Linked DNA regions of Capra hircus: region 1 is linked to region 2. A link is a contact called in public Hi-C data. All regions are on one chromosome and are shown on one strand. The core of a region is the stretch at or near the end of the contact, and the rest is flanking DNA. Distances in the headings are between cores, read along the strand shown.

Region 1 (4,675 bases), core at 1,462-3,961, 93 kb before region 2:
TTCCACATGCCGTGGAGCAACTAAGCCCATGCGCCACAAACACTGAGCCCGTGCTCTGGAGCCCGGGAGCCAAGCCTGCTGAGCCCATGCACCGCGACTACCGAAGCCTGTGCTCTAGAGCTTGTGCTCCACCGTAAGAGAAGCCACCACAATGAGAAACCCATGCACCGCGACTCGAGTAGCCCCCACTCACTGCAACCAGAGAAAAGCCTGCACAGCAGCTAAGACCCCGCACACTTTATAGCCTCAGTTCAGTTCAGTTCAGTTGCTCAGTCGTGCCCGACTCTTTGCGACCCCATGAACCACAGCATGCCAGGCCTCCCTGTCCATCACCCAAACCTATGTCGGTGATGCCATCCAACCATCTCATCCTCGGTAGTCCCCCACTCCTCCTGCCCTCAATCTTCCCCAGCATCAGGGTCTTTTCAAATGAGTCAGCTCTTCGCATCAGGTGGCCAAAGTATTTGGAGTTTCAGCTTCACCATCAGTCGTTCCAATGAACACCCAGGACTGATCTCCTTTAGGATGGACTGGTTGGATCTCCTTGCAGTCCAAGGAACTCTCAAGAGTCTTCTCCAACACCACAGTTCAAAAGCATCAATTCTTCTGTGCTCAGCTTTCTTTATAATCCAAGTTTATAGCCTGCTGCTGCTGCTGCTGCTTCTAAGTCACGTCAGTCATGTCCAACTCTGTGCAACCCCATAGATGACAGCCCACCAGGCTCCCCCGTCCCTGGGATTCTCCAGGCAAGAACACTGGAGTGGGTTGCCACTTCCTTCTCCAATGCATGAAAGTGAAAAGTGAAAGTGAAGTCGCTCAGTCATGTCTGACTCTTCACAACCCCATGGACTGCAGCCTACCAGGCTCCTCCATTCATGGGATTTTCCAGGCAAGAGTACTGGAGTGGGGTGCCATTACCTTCTCCAAGTTTATAGCCTAGTCCCCTGCAAATAAGAAGTGCAACCACCCTGCTGGAGAGAGAGGCCCAGCTGCCTTCCCACCCCTACTGTCATCCCCAGTAACCATCTCCAGCTCTGCCAAGCTCCCAGCTTAATGCAACCAAAAGCATGACCCCAGGCAACACAATATGGAACAGAGGAACCTCCTAGCTGAGCCACTGCACTGGCGCAGGCTTCGGATGAGTGTGGCTCAGACAATGGCGAGAACAGCAGTGAAGGTGGGGAGACTGGAGAAGGTAGATGAGCCTGTAGGGCTCAGTGATGGAGATGATCCTTCTGGCTGTGTATCGAGGGGCTGATGCTGTCTGTACTGAACTGGGAGCTCTGAGGAGGGTCAGTATAGAAAAGACAGGGAATTTGGGTTTGACTATTGGAGGCGCCAACCAGCATGGGGGAAAGAGAGTCTGAGAAGAGGAGAGAGCAATCAATAAAGTTGACCTGATTTTTTTTTTAACAATTACATCATTAAATATTTAACCAAAATAATAGGAAAATGTGCCATTCCCGCTGACTTCCCTGGTTGCCACACATGCTGGCTGGCCTCATTTGGGGCTTCCCTGACCCAGCCTTGGGCTTCCCTGGTGGCTCAGAGGGTAAAGCATCTGCCTGCAATGCAGGAGACCCAGGTTTGATCCCTGGGTCAGGAAGAAGGAAATGGAGAAGGAAATGGCAACCCACTCCAGTATTCTTGCCTGGAGAATCCCATGGACAAAGGAGCCTGATAGGCTACAGTCCATGGGGTTGCAAAGAGTCAGACACGACTGAGCTACTTCACTTCACTTTGGCCCAGCCATAGGGAGAGGCCCTGAACTGGAGCCCCCACTGGAGCCCACCTGAAGGCAAGTTGCTTCCCTGTGTCCCAGGGCTGGTTGAGCCAAGGGTGCACTCCCAGACACCGACCAACAGGTGGCAGCACATGTCGCGCCAGTCACCAAGAGGCCTCTGAACAACAAATTATCTAAGAAGCTTTCCCTGTGAGACAGGCATCAGTTCAGTTCAGTCGCTCAGTCGTGTCTGACTCTTTGCGACCCCATGAACTGCAGCACACCAGGCCTCCCTGTCTATCACCAACTCCCGGAGTTCACTCAGACTCACGTCCATCGAGTCGGTGATGCCATCCAGCCATCTCATCCTCGGTCGTCCCCTTCTCCTCCTGCTCCCAACCCCTCCCAGCATCAGAGTCTTTCCCAATGAGTCAACTCTTCGCATGAGGTGGCCAAAGTACTGGAGTTTCAGCTTTAGCATCAGTCCTCCCAAAGAACACCCAGGGCTGATCTCCTCTAGAATCGACTGGTTGGATCTCCATGCAGTCCAAGGGACTCTCAAGAGTCTTCTCCAACACCACAGTTCAAAAGCATCAATTCTTCAGCGCTCAGCTTTCTTCACAGTCCAACTCTCACATCCATACATGACCACAGGAGAAACCACAGCCTTGACTAGACTCCCGCATTTACACTGGCAGCTCATCTTCAGACAAAGATTTCAGGCCACTAGGGTGCTGGGCTGGTTTTCTCATCCATCTCCTAGGGCAATCTCCAGGGAGCATCTGGCAACATCCGGAGAGACGTTAAATTGTCTCCACAGGGGAGCATGTGCTTCAGGTGGATGCTGGAGAGAGGCCAAGCCCGCTGCCAAGCATCGTTCACAGGATAGTCCCCACAGCAGGAGTCATCTAGCACAAAGGAGCAACAGTGCCAAAGGTGAGAAAACCAGTTTAATCAGATTCTCAAGAGTGGGTGCCGCAGGAGTTTTCGGACATCCACAGACCAGGGGCCACTGGACTAGGCTGACTCCCAGCCTCCCCTCCCCCAGCAGCCATGAGAGGCCTCTGTTGCCTCCCTCACCTGCGGTCTCCCCTCTCCTCACAGACCTCACCTCTTTCATGCCTCACTCAACAGTTCCTGATCCGCAAGCATGTCCTAGGCACTGTGTCGGCCCTGGAGAGACCGCAGGGGATGGAAGCTCCCTGCCTATTTCACAGAGCTCAGAGGCTGCAGGGACAGACAGCATATTTTCAAATGTAACGAGTGCTATGTGGACACAAACAAGGCATTGAGATACCAAAAACTAGAGGGGCTTCAACCAGCTTTAACCAAGAGGACTGGAAAGGCCTCTGAAAGGTGACAGTTGAAGTCTGAAGAAGGAACCACCCTCTTTTATTGAAAGCAATACTAACATGCATTTCTTTGCATTACTCACCATCTGTCCCCACCCTCTTACTGTAACTGCAGCTATGTTCCTGTTTGTATAATAAATTCATCTCCAGACCTTGACCCTGAACTGCTATAGCATTTCAGCCATCCCTCAAGGATGTATACATTGTGTCATCCTTTTTTTTTTTTTTTCCTTGTTGCTGTGTAGTTTGGTGTTGGTTATTTGTAACAGCATTCAATGTTTCAGAGTGGTGAGAGTTTTCTAAATGGTTCCCCATTTGTTGCTCGTTCATCCTGTGGGAAAAGACATCCTAGTCATCTAATAAGAGTTTCTGGAATCATGGTCAACTCACCTATCTCATCAGCCTGGAGTTGCCCTCCACCTCTCCTCTCCTGCGAGTGTCCACTGAGGTAGGTGGGATGCCCACCATCTTACGGTGGGACAGGACCTTGAGATGGGCAAATGGACCTCACATCAGGGGTCAAGAGGGAACCTTGATAAAGTATGGATTCCTGGGCTCTGCCCCCTTTGCCCAATCTGGATCTCAAGTATAGGTCAGTTTAAAAGGGTTTCTCTGGTGGCTCGGTAGGTAAAGAATCTGCCTACAATGCAGGAGACCCAACCCAGGTTTAATCCCTGGATAAGGAAGATCCTGTGGAGAAGGGAATGGCTACCTACTCCGGGATGCTTGCCTGGAGAATTCCATGGACAGAGGAGCCTGGTGGGCTACAGTCCATAGGATGACAAAGAGTCAGACATGACTGAGTGATTAACATGTTCCCTTTTTTTTTCACTTTTCAGAGGATTTAAAATATGTCCACTTACTCTTTCACAGTCGTTCCTTCGAAAGGTGGATCCTAGGTCTCCTCTCCTTGAATGTGGACCAGAGGAGTTAGTGACTTGCTTCTCATGAAAAAAAAATGCAGTAGCAATGATACCATATGACTTCCAAGGCAGCTCAGAAATGACATCAGAGCTTCCACCCTGCTTTCCCTAGTATCGCTCACTCTGGGAGAAGATGGCTGTGTTATAAGGACACTCAAGTAGCCCTGAAAGAGGCCCACGTTGGGAGGAACTGAGTCCTCCTGCTTACAGCTGTTCTCCTTTGTCTGGGACAGTCCCAGAATTAATTCACACTAAAACTCCACATCCCAGGAAACTTCTTAGACCTGGGCAAGTAGTCCAGTCACCCCAACAGGCAGCATCACCTTTCCAGCCAGTCCTCCAGCCCCAGGCCTGCCACCGCAGCCCTGATCAATATTTCACTGCAACTTCATGAAAGATTCTGAGCCTGTTTACATGGCTGAGTCACTCTTTAACTCTTGACCCCCAGAAATTATGCAAGATAATAAAGGTTGTTTATTATGTCCCAATGCACTGACTGTTGTTTCAAGTCACTACATTGGGGCCAATTTATTAAACAACAATAGATGAGTAATATGCTCAGGACTCTCTATTTCATGACACTCCTGGGTGACATGAGCTGTGAATCAGCATGAGTGAACCATGGATCTGGTCTTATTCCCTAAAGCAGCACTTCCAATAGATCTTTCTCCAAGAGG
Region 2 (4,623 bases), core at 1,215-3,714:
CACAGGGTGGCTTGAGTGGGGTTCTGTCCAGTGAAGCCTGTGGTTTTGACTACCTCCACTTTGCTCTGATGGTTGGGCTACCCCCACACAGCAAATTGGGACTTTGCTCATATGTGCACCCCAGTCCTGTGCCTTCCTTGGGTCTCCCACATTCACCCACCCACCCTCCTTGTTTTTCAGAACAAGGCCAGTCAGCCTTCCCATGGCGTCCCCCAACTTTCTCCTCTCTATGACCATTTCAGCAGCCCACACCCCACACCTGTACCAGCTGACATCAGCCAGAAGCAAGGTATGGATCCTGGATGGGAAGGGCCCAACAAGACCCAGAGGAGTGGTGGGGAAAGGGGATCAAGTCCCTGCCTTCTGAGAGCAAGAGGCTAGACCCTTTTTGAAGGCACCAAAGGGTTGGGCAAGATGGTACCAGGTCAAAATTTGAAGGTTTGAGGTTTAGGTAGGAGACTGAATCCTAAGTGGCTAACCAGTGCCAGTATGGGAGTAGGCCTCTGTGTGAAGATGATAAATAGAGAACTTGTAGTCTTTCCCTCCCCACAGTGAGAAAATGGAAAGTGGTGGTTGTGATGGCTGATTCACCTCAGCCTCGGGCAAAGTCATTCTGAAATCAGCCACTGTCTACTGTGGGAAACCTGCTGACTCAACCCTGGGGAGGAGGGGGCAAGAGCAATGGGTGGAGCCCTGGGTCCCTGGGCTCCTGGGCCAAGGGGTCTGCCTCCTGCCCAGAAAGCCAGGCTAGAGACCCCAGCAGAGGCCCCAGTTGGAGATCAGCAATGAGCCAGGGCGTGGCAAGGTTTGGTCTTCCAGTCCTTCATGACTCCAGCTCTGCCACTACCCAGCCACTGTCCACACGCAAGTCACACCAACCATCTGCCCTTGTGCCCACAGTCTGCAGATGGGGCACTCTGATCACACCAGGCTAGTCCTGAAAAGACCAGTATGTCTGGGCCTCTAGCACAGGGACATGGGATCTTGAGGGCCCCACGGGAGGCTCTAGGATGCAGGAACCAGCTGGAGTGGCTTCTAGGTCAGGCTAGCTCACTTACTCTGCCCCTCTCCCCTGCAGGAGTTCACAGGCCTCTGCAGACCCCTGACCTCTCTGGCTTCTACTCTCTGACCTCAGGCAGCATGGGACAGCTCCCCCACACTGTGAGCTGGTAAGTGAGGGCTCAGTGGGAAAGGGGCCCCTTGTGCTGGCTGGACCCATACCCGCCCTTCCACTTTCCTCCTCCACTCTTCTGTGCTGAGCACCTTGCTGCCAGCTCTATACAGGTAACAGGGGTTGGCCAGCGCCTCTAGCCATACCTCAGCCAGCCACACAAACTCCCTTTGGAAAGGCAGGAGACCCAGCCCTGTCGTGCTCCGCCTTAATGTCTGAGACTTGAATGGGGGAACCCTGGGCTGTTTAGGGTCATATGAGTGTGTGAGATAGAAAGGCAGGCCTGAGCAGGGAGGTGGCAGCTTGCAGGGACACAGGAGAGGCCGCTGTTTCTCAGTGGCCTGGCGGACAGGGGGATGCTACCCACTCGTCTCTGTGTCTGCTGCCGGCTGGTCCCCTCCTTGGCAGAGCTGCTCGAAGGTCAGGGTCCGTCTGTGCCCGTATGGTGCCTGCTTCAGTCCAAACTCCTGGCAGCCTGCTTGTAGAGTCCACTAATGCTGGGCCAGGAAAAGCCAGCCTGGATCCTATGCAGCAAATCCAACCATGAGCCAAAGGGCCTGTCTTTGGCTGGAGCAGGGTCTTGGCAGGGTATGTGACCTTTTGCTCATCAAACGCAGTTTGACCGAGGCAGGTCTCTGGCCTCTCTAGGTTGGGACAGTCACCCAAAAGTAGGAAAGGTTAGCTTCCCTGGGCCTGCCTGCCTCTTTCTACTTGTCGTTTATCCACATTCAGCTCACTCTTCCATGTCCAGATTCTCTCTGGATAAAGCTCCACCTTGAATACAAATCAGGACTACCCCCAGGATTGACGTGTGGCAGGCAAGCTCTGGGCACCAGAGAAGCACTGCTGCAGCAGGTTGATCCTCAGGTCCCTGCCCTCTCATATCTCAGTCCACCTTGTGTACAACTCAGACAAGAGGCCAGTTACAAAGCATGGGAGCAGTGCTTTGATTGAGGGCTGTAGAAGCCTGGGGGGACACCTTGTCCAGCTTGGGATTCCCAGGGCTGTTTCAGAAGAAAGGCTGTTTTGGCCAAGTAAGACCTTGACAGATGACCAGGAGTTTGAAGCAAAGTGGGACAGAACAATCCTAAGAGTTAACACTGGGCATGAAGGTCCTATTGGCAGGCATGGAAATATCAAGCCCAAATTTCACAAGATGAGACTGGAGGGGACCCAGGGATCTTCTAAGCTCAGTGCCAGGAGAGTGCTGCCATTTCTGGCCCTTAGACACTAGTAGAAAGGTTAGCTTGCAGAGAGAAAGGTTGCCCTCTGGTGGCAGATGTTTAAAACATACACGAGAGTGGTCCAAGCAGAAGCCAGTTTACCTTATTACACTAGGGGTCAGGCCTGAGCACAGTGGGGAACTCCTTCCTCACATCTGGCCAGTACTCAGACTAACAGTTGGCCAGTAGCCAGACTGCTAACAGCTATCTCTCCCAACCACAGGCCCAGCCCTCCTCTCTACCCCCTGTCCCCTTCCTGCGGATATAGACAGCACTTCCCTGCCCCCACCGCAGCCCCTGGCGCCCCCTACCCCAGGTGAGTCCCCCACCCTGCAGCTAGGCTCCTGCTTCCTGTTGCCCAGGCTTCAGTGCCCACAAGAGGCTATGCCCAGACCAGTGCTTGCCCTCTTGTCGTCTGTCCATCCGTCCGTCTGTCATTCTCCAGCCCCGAGCTGCCCTGTGACTGAGAATGAAGCCAGTGGGAGTGTAGGAGGCTTAAGCCCAAGTCGTACTGTGCAAAGCACCAGAGCAGCCAGAGAGCGTACAGGCACACATGTGCAGGTGTGTGCACACTCACCTCTTGTGCATCCCGAAAAGGGTCAGGACACCTCTCTTGGACATTCCTGGAGCTCTGTCCAAACTGAGGCAGCACCTTTTACATGTCTTAGGGGCTACCTGCTCAGTGACTCCATACTGTACAAGTGGGAACTATGTGTCCATGTGTGTCCTCTCACTTAGCTCACTTCCTCGGAGACAGACCTGTCCAGGCATGGAACAGGTTTGTCAGCAGACACTTCTAGACCTACTGGAGCCGCCAGCCCAGGGTGGGAGGGAGAGATACAGCAGCTATCTGGGTGAAGGGGAAGCCCCAAGGAGACCCAGCCATGTCTGATGGGTCAGGACAAGCTTCATGAGGATAGCTCTTGAGCGAGGGGGACAAAGATAACAGCAATCAGCCGGAGATGGCTGAGGGGCAGGAAGTGATGGGAAATGGGGTGCGGAATGGGTGTGCAATCCCTAGGAAGAAGCCTGGGTTTTATTCTATGAGCAGTAGGGGGAACGGCACTCAAGTGCTGTTATATGGAGGGAGACCTGGAGGGGTCAATGAGGAAAGGAAGCCCACAGGGCAGCTGCAGGTTGAGGCTGAGCTGGTGAGAGCGGGAGGTGAGAAGGGGACAGATTCACAAGTTATTCAGGACGCCAGGAAGCACCTGAATCTGCTGCACATGTAGATTCTCGCAGTGTCTGGGCAGTGCTGGGAGCAGGTGTCTGTATTTCTGTGTCTTGTATGCAGCCAGTGGAGTTGGGTGACCGTTCGCCTGTCCTCGCGTGCTGTGCAGCGGCCTCTGTGTGTCCACAGATCTGGGCCGTGATGCCTGGCTCAGCGTTAACTCTTCTTTTGCCTCTAGGTTCACCCATCCACCCCTGATGCTAGGTTCTGGTGTCCCTGGTCACCCCGCAGCCATCCCCCACCCAGCCATCGTACCCTCTTCAGGGAAGCAGGAGCTGCAGCCCTATGACCGCAGCCTGTGAGTGAACAAACACTTGGGGGCGGGGAGGGAAAATAAGCAGACCCCAGGACACACATTCCTCTCACCAGGGCCAAGCCCTCCCTCCAGGGACTGCCAGATCCCCTGTCAAGCCATCTTGTGGCAGTTTACCACTGACCACTGTTTTTTTGACCCTCAGAAGCAGGAGTGGGATGGATGGAATGGGGAACAAGGATTTAGTTTGAGCCCAGAGAGGAGGGGCTTTCCTTACTTAGCTACAAAATTCCTATAAGGAACAATAGTGAGCTCCGCTCACCTACTCTGGGGCAGCTAAAATAAGATACCATTTACAAAACCCTAGTATATCTACCCAATCACAGACAAAGACAGACAGACACACGGGACACGAGAGGGGCGCATTAGGTGCACACCGTGAGGGCTCCTGAGTGTTCACATGTCCCTCAGGAAAGCTCAAGCAGACTCTAAGGCAGAGAAGGAAGCCAAGAAGCCGACCATCAAGAAGCCCCTCAACGCCTTCATGCTATACATGAAGGAGATGAGAGCCAAAGTCATTGCGGAATGCACGCTCAAGGAGAGTGCTGCCATCAACCAGATCCTGGGCCGTCGGGTGAGGCCGCGGGGGCAAGAGGGCTGGTAGGGATGACTACCCTGACTACCTTCACGCTGAGCAGCCTGCCAACCCTTATGCATCCTCCATCTGCCCCCCTTCCCCACTGCA

What was found. A called contact is a pair of places that touch in the nucleus more often than the background predicts.
Region 1: a Hi-C map of blood shows a contact between it and region 2, with 4 times the contacts expected there. The contact joins two enhancer-like sites. A contact is called at or near these places in 3 of 5 Hi-C or Micro-C datasets (all in blood).

The regions. Positions count from the first base shown.
Region 1 is chr7:64,801,202-64,805,876 of ARS1.2, reverse strand. No RefSeq gene overlaps it. Among named protein-coding and RNA genes, the nearest start is that of VDAC1, 12 kb to the left of the region's middle. Within about 2 kb of position 2,711, at least 1 of the 5 cell types and tissues checked has an H3K27ac peak or open chromatin away from gene starts, as enhancers often do.
Region 2 is chr7:64,708,477-64,713,099 of ARS1.2, reverse strand. It overlaps TCF7 (transcription factor 7), which reads left to right. Exons shown (of 12, transcript XR_001918305.1): 4 at 181-289; 5 at 1,079-1,169; 6 at 2,618-2,710; 7 at 3,804-3,923; 8 at 4,350-4,512. Among named protein-coding and RNA genes, the nearest start is that of SKP1, 23 kb to the right of the region's middle. Within about 2 kb of position 2,464, at least 3 of the 5 cell types and tissues checked have an H3K27ac peak or open chromatin away from gene starts, as enhancers often do.